Linked DNA regions of Mus musculus: all the other regions are linked to region 1. The links are chromatin contacts, called in public HiChIP or PLAC-seq maps. All regions are on one chromosome and are shown on one strand. Each heading gives the region's core, a stretch centred on a gene start, on an enhancer-like site or on the middle of the called end of the contact. The rest is flanking DNA. Distances are from core to core; before and after follow the strand shown. Region 1 has its middle 26 kb from the start of Rufy1. Region 2 holds the start of Zfp454 (zinc finger protein 454). Region 3 holds the start of Zfp2 (zinc finger protein 2).

Region 1 (3,727 bases), core at 357-2,856:
GAAGACTGTAGAAGGGCTACTTGTCAACTGCTTTTGCCTTCCCACCACTGTACTTCGCTTCAAACACTAAAGAACAAGAAAGCTGCTAGAGGCTAGCTTTGTTTGTTCCTTCCTTTGTTTTGGCCTCAAACTGAAGATAACCTTGAACTTCTGATCCTCCTGCTTTTCCTTCCCAAGTATTGGGTTATAAGTATGCACCATCCCTGTGGATTTATGAGACCCTGGGATTAAACTTAGGACCCATGCGGTAGGAAAGCCCCCTACCAAATGAGCTATACACCCTTTATCCCCAAACCAGCTTTTATAGAGTTTCTTGCCTACCAACTTCTATCTAGGTAAAACAAAAAGAACCTTCAGCCAGCTTATTGGTGTCATGGAAAGGATATGAAATTACCCTTTAGAATGAGCCAGAGTCAGGGTGCTGATCGGCAGTTGGATGGAAGAGCATTAAGAAATATAGCAACATACCAGAGGCAACAGGAGGTAGCCTTGAAGAGAGAAAGAGGGAGAGGCTTCTGGTCAGAAGCTGGAGCATCATAGTTAAGAAACTGCAAGGAGGTGTGGCCTGATTTCTGGGAGAGTCTAGGACAGCAAGAGGGGCTGGGATCTAACAGTGTGTGGTCGTACACTTTGAGACTAAAACATGTTCTACTCTGTTGATTCTTTCTGTGTCCAAGAAAAACATGGCTTTGGGACTACTTCTTCAAGATTTCGGGCAGTTCTGTTCTGGCCCCACATTCTAGATGTCCCATCCACCCCTGCCTTCGCGGCCGTGTTGGTCGGGGTCCACGCCGTGCATCTTCATTTTCTGATCCACAGTCCAAGTCCCTGACCCCAAGCCTTTCCATCAATCTTGGTCATGGGATTTTTTTCCCAAGCATTACCACTGTAGATAGAGAAAGCCTGCTGTCTGCCAGAACCGACCCTGAGGGCCCAGGCCCATACAAGATGTTCCGGTACCACCGGATTACAAAGAGCAGACACAAGCCTGCTTGCTGCCTGCAAACAGCAAGAACTTGCTAGAAAAGCACACTGTAGACTTGGACCTAACTTTTACATCTTTATCTGTTTGAAATCTGAACTCCCTCGCCACCACCACCACCACCACCCCACCCCCCGAATTCCTAGTGATCCTTGAATAAAAAGAGTCCTCACTAAAAAAAAAAAAAAAAAAAAAAAAAAAAAAAATATTGGGCAGTGATTAAACTGATATTGTTGGACTTCAGGGAGTCGTCAACATCTTCGTGAGTTCCTTAAATAAAGAGATCAAACATTGACTCAAACGCTGATGGCCAGCCCTTGAATTGCGCCTGCTAGTGTCAAGGGCACTGCGAAGAGAACCCTGGGGACGCGGGGTGGGGGCGAGCCTCTCTGTGCTGGGGAGCCTGACTGTGGAACGCCTCCTTTTTGTAGGCACCTCTGCCTTTTACGCCAGCCTTGCCTCTGGTACTTTTCCATCCTTGCCTTCTGAATCGCTGCCATTCGGTCCGCTCCCCAGATAAAGTCACATGGAACTTTTTAAAGTTCTCTCACACAGAGCTCAGACTCATAAAGACAGTAACCAGAGCTCCAGGAACTAAAGAAAAGCGGAAAGGGGAGCCTAGGCCTCCTCGTTACCGCGGCTGCCAGGAGCCGAGCAGGTGAGCCTGCGCCAGCCACCTGGCTGTGCATCCCCACATGTCCCCAGCGGCCTACTGCCATGGAAACCGCACATAGCATCTCCTGCCGCTCACACCCTCCAGAAGCCAGACAACCGGGTTTGGCAAGGCCACAGGGTGGGTAGAAAAGACAAAACAAAAAACTAAACTAGCTAAGCCTTCTCTGCTCCAGGCTGACACCTCCTCCTCCTCCTGGCGTCTTGGACAAGACAGCCCCACTAATGACTTCCTCCCCTTGGAAAGTGGAAAGTCAGATCTCTTGCTTGGGAGGCTCTGAGGCACCAGCAGCCCTGTAATCTGTCTCAGTTACGACGCATTTGAATAACAATGATAAGGACTGCTCCGAAGGGACAAAGTGGGAAAGTGGCCTCCCAACCTTTCCAGCCTGGAAACTGAATTGCGAAGTTTCACCCCCACCACACACCCCGCCCCTTCATGGAAAACACGATTGCTAAATAGGCCAAATAGCGATCTCTCCACAGCACCCAGCAGGAAGTTAAGAATTAAAAGTTAGAATATCGGTCCTCTCTTCCATGCCCTGCACAGGTTCCAGGAATGAAATCCTCCTGGTAACTATCTCCCTCCTCCTCTTCCTCCTCTTGCTCCTGCTCCTCCTCTTGCTCCTCCTCCTCCTCCTCCTCCTCCTCCTCCTCCTCTTCCTCCTCAATGGGGACCCAGGCGGTGGGAGACAAAGCACAGCAGCACCTCAAATCCCAGCACCCGGAAACTCACTTGTATATGAGAACAAGTGAAACCTGGTCTTCATGGTTCTGGGATAGTCGGAGGCTGCATAGTGAGACCTTTTCTCACAGCACATCTGCGTGCACACTCAGACACGAAATACACTCGGTGAATGACAGCCCAAGTTCTTCACAATCTGTCCCTGATCCTGAACCCTCCCAATCACCAACAGCTTGAACCTGAATCCCCACCGGCTTGCCTGTCCATCATTCTTTAAACAGTCTGGGCTCCCTTCAAGATTCTTCATTCCAGCCAGACACTCGGGAGACAGAGACAGAAGGAGTAGGAGCTAGAGGCCAGCTTCTGCCATATAGTGAGTTGGAGGCCAGCCTCAGCAACATGAGATCCTGTCTCAAAAAACAACATTAAATAAAGCTTCCTCATTCAAAATACCATAAATCAAGTCTAACAGGACATCTCAGTGTGACTTGCGTAAATAGAAGCTTTGATAATACCCTGAAGCAAACCCCATGTCGCAAGGGAAAGGTGTGAGGGCGTAGGACTTGATAGCTAGAAAACAAGGAAGAATTAGAAATATTCTTGCCAAAGAGACTCTCAGTCATTGATGGGAGAAGATGGGATGATATAAACCCCAACAGAGGGACAGCCAGCAAAGTCTGCAAGATAAGGGATGCAAACGCCCTGAGATGCAGCAGTCCCACTACTGAAATCAAATCTATAAAGACAAATCCACACAGACAAATGGCAGATACGCAAGTTTATTCTCTGGGCCATTTGCTGGAATGGCAGACATTTGAAACCCCCACTACTTGCTAACCATAGTGTAACCATCCACAATAGTGAGGTATTCAGATCTGCCAGTCAGCTAGTGAGCTCCAGCATACATTGGTAAAGGTATGGCACGCCACCTTTTTAAGGCAGGTATGCCGAAACACATTCATATGCAAGTGCATGAAGAAACACTCGATGGGCTAGGGCTAGCTCAGTTGGTAGAGTTAAGTTACACGCACAAAACTCTGGGTTCCGATCCTCAGCACTGCATAAAACAAAGCCCAAAAACACATGCCTGGAATCCCAGCACTCAGGAGGCGGAGGCAGGAGGATCAGAAGAAGCTCAAGGTCATGCCCAGTTACAGAGCAAGTTCAAGGCCAGCCTGGACTACAGGAGAGCGTTTCTCAAAAAAAAATTTATTTTAGTTAATTAATTTTAAAAATAAAGACAAACTAGAAATATAACCAAGAATCTAATAAAGACTGTTATCTAGAGGGTCAGGGTTGTAACTCACTATTGCCCAGTATGTGCAAGGCACCGCAAGAAAACAGAGTTGGGAGAGAATTGCTAAGAGTGCCTTTCTCCTATACTATTT
Region 2 (3,818 bases), core at 758-3,257, 430 kb before region 1:
CATAGAAAATAACCCATTGGATTAACTGTAACCCATAAGCTTCCCAACAATGCCATGGAGATTTGTTATTAATTATGAAGGATTTAGTCCTTGGGGGAATTGTTCCCAACTAGCTCTTATAACTTAAACTAACCCGTTTATATTAATCTAATCTCTGCCACATAGCTGGTTGCCTCGCCTCAGTTTTACATGTCTGTCTTCCTCCTTGTCTGGATGGAGAACTTTCCATCTCTCGAGTCTGACTGAAGAATCTCTCCTCTGTGTCTCATTGAGGAATCTCACTCCTCAGACTCCCTCCCAGAGTTCCTAACTCTGCCTGGAAGTCCCACCTATCATATCCTGCTTTGCCATAGGCTGTTCACCTCTTGATTAAACCAATCAGAAGGTGTTAGAGGCTTTTACAAAGCAACTAAGACAGGTGTGGCTTAACAATTCCAATGTCTGGGCTGTACTCATATCTCTGCTGGTACAGAAATCACCATTTGAATAATACAAAGACAATCTTACACCATGCACAAAACCGATCATCCCAGCCTTACAAGAGGTGTATACTGGAGGGAGGGTATGCCACACACTGACTGTTGCAGAAAACTCCAAGTCTACTGTCCTTTCTCTCCCTCAACTACACCATAGTCTGGGTTTTTAATTTATTTTGCTGTTGTTTTGGATGAGTTTTGATTGTTAGGAAGCAAGCCAACAAATGCTAAGTCACTGTCCTACGACCATCCCTAGTTTTCACCCTGAATCTGTCCTGCCCAGAACTGACCATAGTCTGCACAGATAAGTTCATCTGTCCACTTGGAACTTCCATTGCTTTCCTTTCACACACAAAATAAATCCACATTTTTACCATGGGGTCAGAACCTCAGAGTCACACACAATGTCATCTTGAGCCCTTTTTTCTTTCCTTGTTCCTGGTGAACATGCTGGTCTTGCTAAGCATCAAATATCCTAAGCCAAATTCTTTGTGGGGAGCTCTTCCTGGGACAGTAAAATCTCCCAAACACCCTGCCCCTTCTCACTCTGAAACCCCTAACTCAGCATTCCTGTCCTTTCATTCACTCCTAATGAATATTTTCTGTTTGATGGACCACCTTCCCTAGTCACACAAAAACTGCAGTGCAGGAGTCACTCTGTTTCAACACTCTCTGCTCTATGCCTTAACCTATATGTGTGTGCCCTAAGTGAGAGAATGACATCTTTAAAGCCCAGGACAGAGCCACTGACATTGTATCCTAAAGGGTGGCCAGCAATCCCAGAAGTGTCAATCTCAAATCATATTTTTTTAATTGAATTTGTTTCACTTTTCTCCCAATAAGAAAGTTCCTCCATGAATACTTACTACATATCCAAAGGCAACTAGACATCTTCAGGGAAAGATTCTGGTACATTACTCGATACTCACAGGCCCCAGCAAAATACAGTCACCAGAAGTAAATCCAAGCTTCTCTATATACTATCCCGTGCTCCCAGAGACACTTGTTTACTCTGCAGAGACTTCCAGGGCCATCGTCCTTCCCCCCCCCCGCACCCCCCTCCGGTAATCCTGCTACCCAAACCCTCACTGCACTCAAGGTCTATCATGCCTCTCCAGTCCAGCTCCAACAGAGGCTGTAGCATTTTTGAGAGCTTGGTACTGACTGTCTTTCAAGACCTTTCTCTGTCGTTAGGCGCTATTACGACGTTCCTGGATGTTCTCTGGCTTTGCTTGCAGATCCTAGAGTCTAGTAACCTTGATAACAGCATCCTGGACCTTTTTTCACTGCTGGTCTCCACAAGACTAGACCACTTGTCTGCCCAGCGATAGGCTAGTGCACCGCAGAGCCTTCTGGGAATTGTAGTTTCGGCCACAAAGTGACTAGGCGCAGGCGCGCTTTATCGCTTTTTGCTCCTGGTCTCCCTCTGAGAAAAGGAGTCCAAAAATCTAAGCGCTGCAGCAGAGAGATTTGTGGGAATTAGGCTTCCCGGCTCCTGGACAAACGCGCAGGCGCGGCTCCGCGTCAAGCAGCAGGCTCCAGCTCATTGTGTCCTGACTACTCTGTCGAGGCTATGCTCTGCAGTGGACAAGCTTCTAAGGGAAGCCCCACGGTGATCTGCAGTGTCCAGAGACTGAAGGTCAGGTCTGGGAGTTGAGAACAGAGGGTACGTAGACTAAGGGTGGGTTGTGGTCCGTTTTGAAAGGCGTGGATCCCACGTCCTTAACTTTGAAGCGCATGTACTGAGATTTGATTCCACACATGGAAGGGACCAGCAGAACTGTTTTGTAGTCGAGCTAAGGGATCCGAACCTGATTGCACGTTGAGAAGGGTTGGTCAGGACCTCTAGCTCATCTTGCTGCAAACTCACAAATACAGTTGCATACAGCTGCTGGTTATATTCCCGGCGTGGCTCCAAGTTCTCTCTGAGGAACTTGAGAAAGGGACACCTTCACTGCAGCCCCTGCACTTGACGAAACTGTGGAGGGTGACTTATGTGAATGATTTCTTCTCCCGGAAACCCGCTCCCTACACTGTCCCATCCGAAACACGAAACAGCCCCCCCCCCACACACACACACACAGAGAGAGAGAGAGAGAGAGAGAGAGAGAGAGAGAGAGAGAGAGAGAGAGAGATCTGGCCGGTTTAACTCCCCTTCCCTTTCAGGAAAAAGTCACCTCTTTGCCTCCTCCTTCCCTCTAGTTGGGATAGAGCTGTCCCAGGAGGAAAGGCTGTCTTAAGACGCCAAAGCATAGCTGCAGGGGAAGGGACAGAGAATGGGTAGAGTTTGAGGACTGGGCCGGGCAAGCTTTCTGCAGGGGAAAGCCAAAGCCACACAAACGGGAAGGCATGCAGGATCTGACTAAAGGAAAGATGCGAAGGAGAGCTGGCATGGGGAGAAGTCACTTTACAGATTGGGTGAGGACAGCTACCTTCAGAGGGAGTATGCACTGGGAGCAAAAGAACAAAGTGAGCCAGGATGTGAATGGTGAGGCGCATCCCTGTGACCTTTGACCCGGCCCTCTCATTACAGGAGTGCAGATGCTTCTAGCCAGAGAACCCCAGCAATTGTAAAGCTCCTCCCCTGCCTCCTTCCTACTCAATGCTCCTCAGCTCACCAGAGAAAAGGAATGGCTGTCAGCCAGCTCCCGGCCCTGGTCCAGGTGAGTCATCACTGTCCAGTGTTGTCCCCCTGTATCCCCAGTTGTGTCCTTGACTTCATTCATTGCTCTAACCAGAAGCTTCCTTTCCAGCCACCCCCAAAGACCCCAGCTGCTCCCTCCCACCACACATCTCCTCCTAGTGAGCTTTAGAGCTTTCTGTAAGGCATGAAAGTGGCACATCTGGGCAGGATTCTAGGTTAGTATAAAATGAAAACCTTTCTACTTCTGTTAGCCAGTAAGATGGTGGTCCAAAATGGTAAAGGCAGGAACTGACATAGGATCTAAAGAAGAAATTTGAACTGTTTCCCGTGAACATGGGGTGTCCTAGACGCCACGTAGTTATTGATGTCTTTTAAAGATAACGTGTAACTTTTGTTTAAGAAGAATATATAGGATTAGTACAAAAATAATTGAAGAACTCTACTTCTATAGGCTAGGGGGATAGTTTTGTGGTAGAATACTTGGTTGGCATGTATAGGGCTCTAAGTTCAGTCTCCAGCACCACACACACACTCTCACAAAGCTGGCACATATACACACACAAAGCTGGGTATGGTGGCTTACACCTGAATTCATAATACTTGGCAGACTGCAGCAAGATTGAAAGTTGAGGCTAACCTGGGCTACATGGAGAGCCTGTCTACAAAGGGCTCAGATCTAAAAGGCATTCTGAGTGGTA
Region 3 (3,909 bases), core at 421-2,920, 460 kb before region 1:
TGTTCACAGTGGTGCACGCCTTTCCTGCCTCAGCAGCCTCAGCAGGAGCTGGCCCTCAAGAACTGTTCAACATGGCTACACCTTTCCTACTTCTGCCTACTGCCTTCATGAAGAGCTGTCCACGGTGGCAACACCTTCTTTGCTGCCTCAGCCCACAGCCTTGGTCAAACACCACTGCAGGAGATGTCCATAATGCCAGCACCTCCTCTCCAACCTACAGAGACGGTGCCTCAGTCAAAACCACCAGCGGCTGGGAAAAACATCTAACCCATGGGCCTGATGCAGGGAAAGGGGGGGTGAAAAAAGCCGCCAATTCCTGAGCTTCCCCCCCCCCACACACACACAGACACACAGACAAAACATCAATCCTTGAGCAGAAAATCCACTAATCCCTGAGCTCCCCAAATTCAGGACTTGAAATCCCACCAATCATCACTCTGGAAATCTCTGCCCTGGAAAGCCCCGCCCCCTAAGAGATCCTATATAAGCACTGCCACTTTGTCTAATTCCCTGTTGTCTGTTCCCTAGGATAGAGAGCAGCCATCCCTGGATTCATCCCTTCACACCCTGGTCCATCCAATAAATCTCTTTCATGAGATTCTTATGCCTGGTCAGAAGTGAAGAAGAAAAGAAGCAATGAAGAGAAGAAACGATGAGAAGGAGAGGGACTGAGGCTCCTGAGCTCCGCTGAGGACGCCATGCCCTGGTAGCTGCATCGCCTCTGCTGAGGAGGCTTCCTCTTAGAGCTATCTAGTTCCTCAGCTCCCATGTCTCAGGGTGCCCTTCTTTTGGGACATTGTCCCACCTCAGAGCTGTGTGGTTCCTGAGCTTCCGAGTCCCAGGAGATCCTCCCATCAGAGCAGAAACACAATGTCAAAGACCTAAGACGGAAGGTGTGGGATAAAAGCGGAAGGTGTGGGATAAAAGGAATTTGGGCACGCACGTTTGGCTAATAGGATTTTTGAGCCTCGTCAAAAAGTGGCCTCCAGATGCCCGTCCGACATTTGGTTCGGAACATAGTCTTTGTTGCATGGAATAGAAGTTTTACAGGCTGAAGCGAGGGGGAAAGGACCAAAAGTATAGAAGAAGGACTAGTTGGGAAGGATGGAGGTCAGTGAAAGAAGGGCACATGAATGAGGGTCGCTGGGGGTGAATGTGATCACAGTGCACTGTATTCAAGTATCATGATGTCAGATTTTAAAGAAAAAACGTTAAAAAACAAGCGGCCAGACAAGAACCCAATATTACAGTTTGTAACCTATCTTTCTATCCTAAGATAGGATGGAAATTATCCTAAGATATTCTCCAAGTTCCAAAGCCGTGGATGCAGCCGAAACTACCTTAGCACCCACGAGTTTCACTCACAGAGGTGGCTGGTTTTCCACAGTAACAATTCACCCAGCCAGTGCATCATTTACTACCTGGTCACAGAGCGCCGTGAAGTATCTACATTACATTAGTAGCTTACCTCTCATCCTAACCTCATGCAAGGGGGTGTCCAAGGTTCTCTTAATTTAGGAAAGGAAAAGGTTCTAGAACCAGTTTCTTTAAGAAAATAAGCTTAAGGTGGCAAACCTTGCCTGAGCACTAGGGGAGCAATCGCTGGCCCGCAGCCCTGCGGTTGCGCCTGCGCAACTGGAAGCCCTGTCGAGGGCTCATGGTCTTGTGGGAAATGTAGTCCCGCGCGCCCAGTGCGGCTGCCTGTGCCGCCAGCCTCTGGCTTCTTCAGTGACTGTGGTGAGTGCGCTTCCTCGGGCGGGTGGTCCACGGGCGGGGAGGCGGAGGCGTTCCCACTGGGAGCCCGGGGCTCTGGTGCCAAAAGAGCAGAGCCGGCCAGACAGAAAGGTGATCCTTCGTCCGCAAGGAGCACGAAGTCGCAGGTGCGCAGCTCACGCGCGCGCCAGGCCGCAGGACACCCTAACCGAGACCCCCCAGCTCGGTATCCCCCCGTACCCCGGGGTCATTCGCGCCCGACTGCTCTCCAGCTCTACCTGGCCGAGCAGCTCTGGTTCGGTATGCACTATGAATGCGTGGTAGACCCGCTCTCTGAAGCTTGGCAGGGCACGGGACCACAGTCCGGGGCTCTGGCCATTGTGTGCACCGCTGCTGGGGACCCGCCCTCTGCCTGCGAAGGAGGAGCTTGTAAAATGAGTCCTGAATAAGCAAGAACGTGCCCACCCTTTCTTTAAGTTCATTATTGGTCAACTAGAAAAATGTACGAGCGAAATCATTCGAAATTTGTCCTAAAGTCCATGTATTGTGTTATATGTATAAATAGAAACCTTTTGCTTCCAAAAAAAAAAAAAAAGATGTTAGTGCCTTTCCTCCATTCACCTTTAAAAATGGAGTTACAAAAGGCATTTTGTAAGATGCTTGAAGTGCATCTAAACCACCACCCAATGGAGATGAGAATAGCCTTAAGACACTAATTTTTAAGAGCAGTTAAAGCTGTCATTTTCACGAATGGTTCCCTTTGGACTTTTGGGCTTTTTTGTTTTTGTTGTGTTTTGTTTTTATTTTAATATTGGACATGGTACAGTTATGTCATTCTTTGTATTGCCTCTTTCCACAAAACCTTGTAGTGAAATTTCTAGGTCAACGTTATAATTAGACCTTTGGGCATCTCCTGTCTTATTCTTTCCAGAAAAGTAGCAGTTTCTAAAGATGGTTGCGGTGTTAAGAGTGACTGACGCCCCACATCAACTGGAAGTGCTGCTAGTAGCCTCTTAAGCTTTGGAGAGGTGCAAGCTAGGTGTGGTAGTGTGTGCCTTGAATCCCACAGAGGCAGGGGGATGAGTTTGAGGCCACCTGCTCCACAGAGTCTGGGCCAGCCAAGGCTACTTAGTGAGAAGACCCTCCTTCAAATAATATCCTTATGCTAAACTCCAGCCCATTTTATTCCTAACTTTTGCATCTGTTGTACAAACAGATGAATCTACAGAAAAGTTGCATATTGCTATAGTCATATAAACCTACATTTCACTTGTATGTATCTATGGCTGCATGTATGCATGGGTACAGGTGCACATATAGCCACATTCAGGTGAAGACCTGAGGTCAGGGCCGAGAAGCATCCTCCATCTTCCTCCAAGCCCTCGGGCATTTCATCCTCCTGCTTGCTTTCTGGTCCTCATGCTTGCCCAGTGCTGAGCCATTCCCCAGGGCCAGCTCCCTCCTCCTCCACCTCCACCATGTTTACCATAATTAGAGAGGCCTTCTGTTTCACTGCATCACAAAGATGTTCATTTATACTTTCTAGTAGAACTCTCATTCTGTTTTTGCATCTCTATTCTTTTCCAAACGACAACCCTTGCTATGTGTTATTGTATATTGAATCCTTTCTTGATAATGCCAACTTTCTTATATCCTCAGTCTACCCAGCCCACCCCTCTGCCTTTACTGTAGTAGGGGTCAAGTCCAGGGCCTCTACTGAGCTATAATAACTCAATGAATTATTCCTGAATTCCTATATATGCATGCTTTTTTTTCTGAACCGCATGTGCTGCTAGGATTGCAATTGTGCATTGGTGTTCCCTGTTGGTCTGTAACATGGGTGGGGGGGAGGTAGGGGCGGTGGTGGTGGTGGAGTCTGCCTGTTGTATTTACAGCTGTTCTCAGCATTGCTTAGCATGCCGCATGCCGCTATTCTCACAGTTGATGTTGACAAGATACTTAATTTGTCAGAGGTTCCTCAGTAATAGTGTTGGTTTGTATCAACTTGACACAAATTAGAGTTATCCAAAAGGAGGGAGCCTCAACTGAGAAAATGCCTCCATAAGATCTGGCTGCAGGGCATTTCTTAATTAGTGATTGAGAAGGGAGGGCCCAGTACATTGTGTGTGTGCTTGGGTTCTATAAGAAAGCAGTCTGAGCACGGCAATAAGCAGTGTTTCTGCATGGCCTCTGCAT

What was found. HiChIP or PLAC-seq counts read pairs in DNA pulled down with a chosen protein or histone mark.
Region 2: an H3K27ac HiChIP or PLAC-seq map of embryonic stem cells shows a contact between it and region 1, with 2.8 times the contacts expected there. The contact joins the promoter of Zfp454 here to the enhancer-like site in region 1. A contact is called at or near these places in 2 of 39 promoter capture datasets (embryonic stem cells and trophoblast stem cells) and 3 of 115 datasets of contacts at active chromatin or transcription factors (astrocytes, embryonic forebrain and embryonic stem cells).
Region 3: a contact with region 1 is called in an H3K27ac HiChIP or PLAC-seq map of embryonic stem cells, with 3 times the contacts expected there. The contact joins the promoter of Zfp2 here to the enhancer-like site in region 1. A contact is called at or near these places in 1 of 39 promoter capture datasets (cranial neural crest), 5 of 484 Hi-C or Micro-C datasets (the C2C12 cell line, the HL-1 cell line, cerebral cortex and 2 more) and 1 of 115 datasets of contacts at active chromatin or transcription factors (embryonic stem cells).

The regions. Positions count from the first base shown.
Region 1 is chr11:50,455,505-50,459,231 of GRCm38.p6, reverse strand. No RefSeq gene overlaps it. Among named protein-coding and RNA genes, the nearest start is that of Rufy1, 26 kb to the right of the region's middle. Within about 2 kb of position 1,606, at least 60 of the 459 cell types and tissues checked have an H3K27ac peak or open chromatin away from gene starts, as enhancers often do. A contact at or near this core is called in cerebral cortex and embryonic stem cells, where this site is marked.
Region 2 is chr11:50,885,690-50,889,507 of GRCm38.p6, reverse strand. It overlaps Zfp454 (zinc finger protein 454), which reads left to right and starts at 2,007. Exons shown (of 6, transcript NM_172794.3): 1 at 2,007-2,142; 2 at 3,010-3,139. The coding sequence starts at 3,107.
Region 3 is chr11:50,913,937-50,917,845 of GRCm38.p6, reverse strand. It overlaps Zfp2 (zinc finger protein 2), which reads left to right and starts at 1,670. Exons shown (of 6, transcript NM_001044698.2): 1 at 1,670-1,737.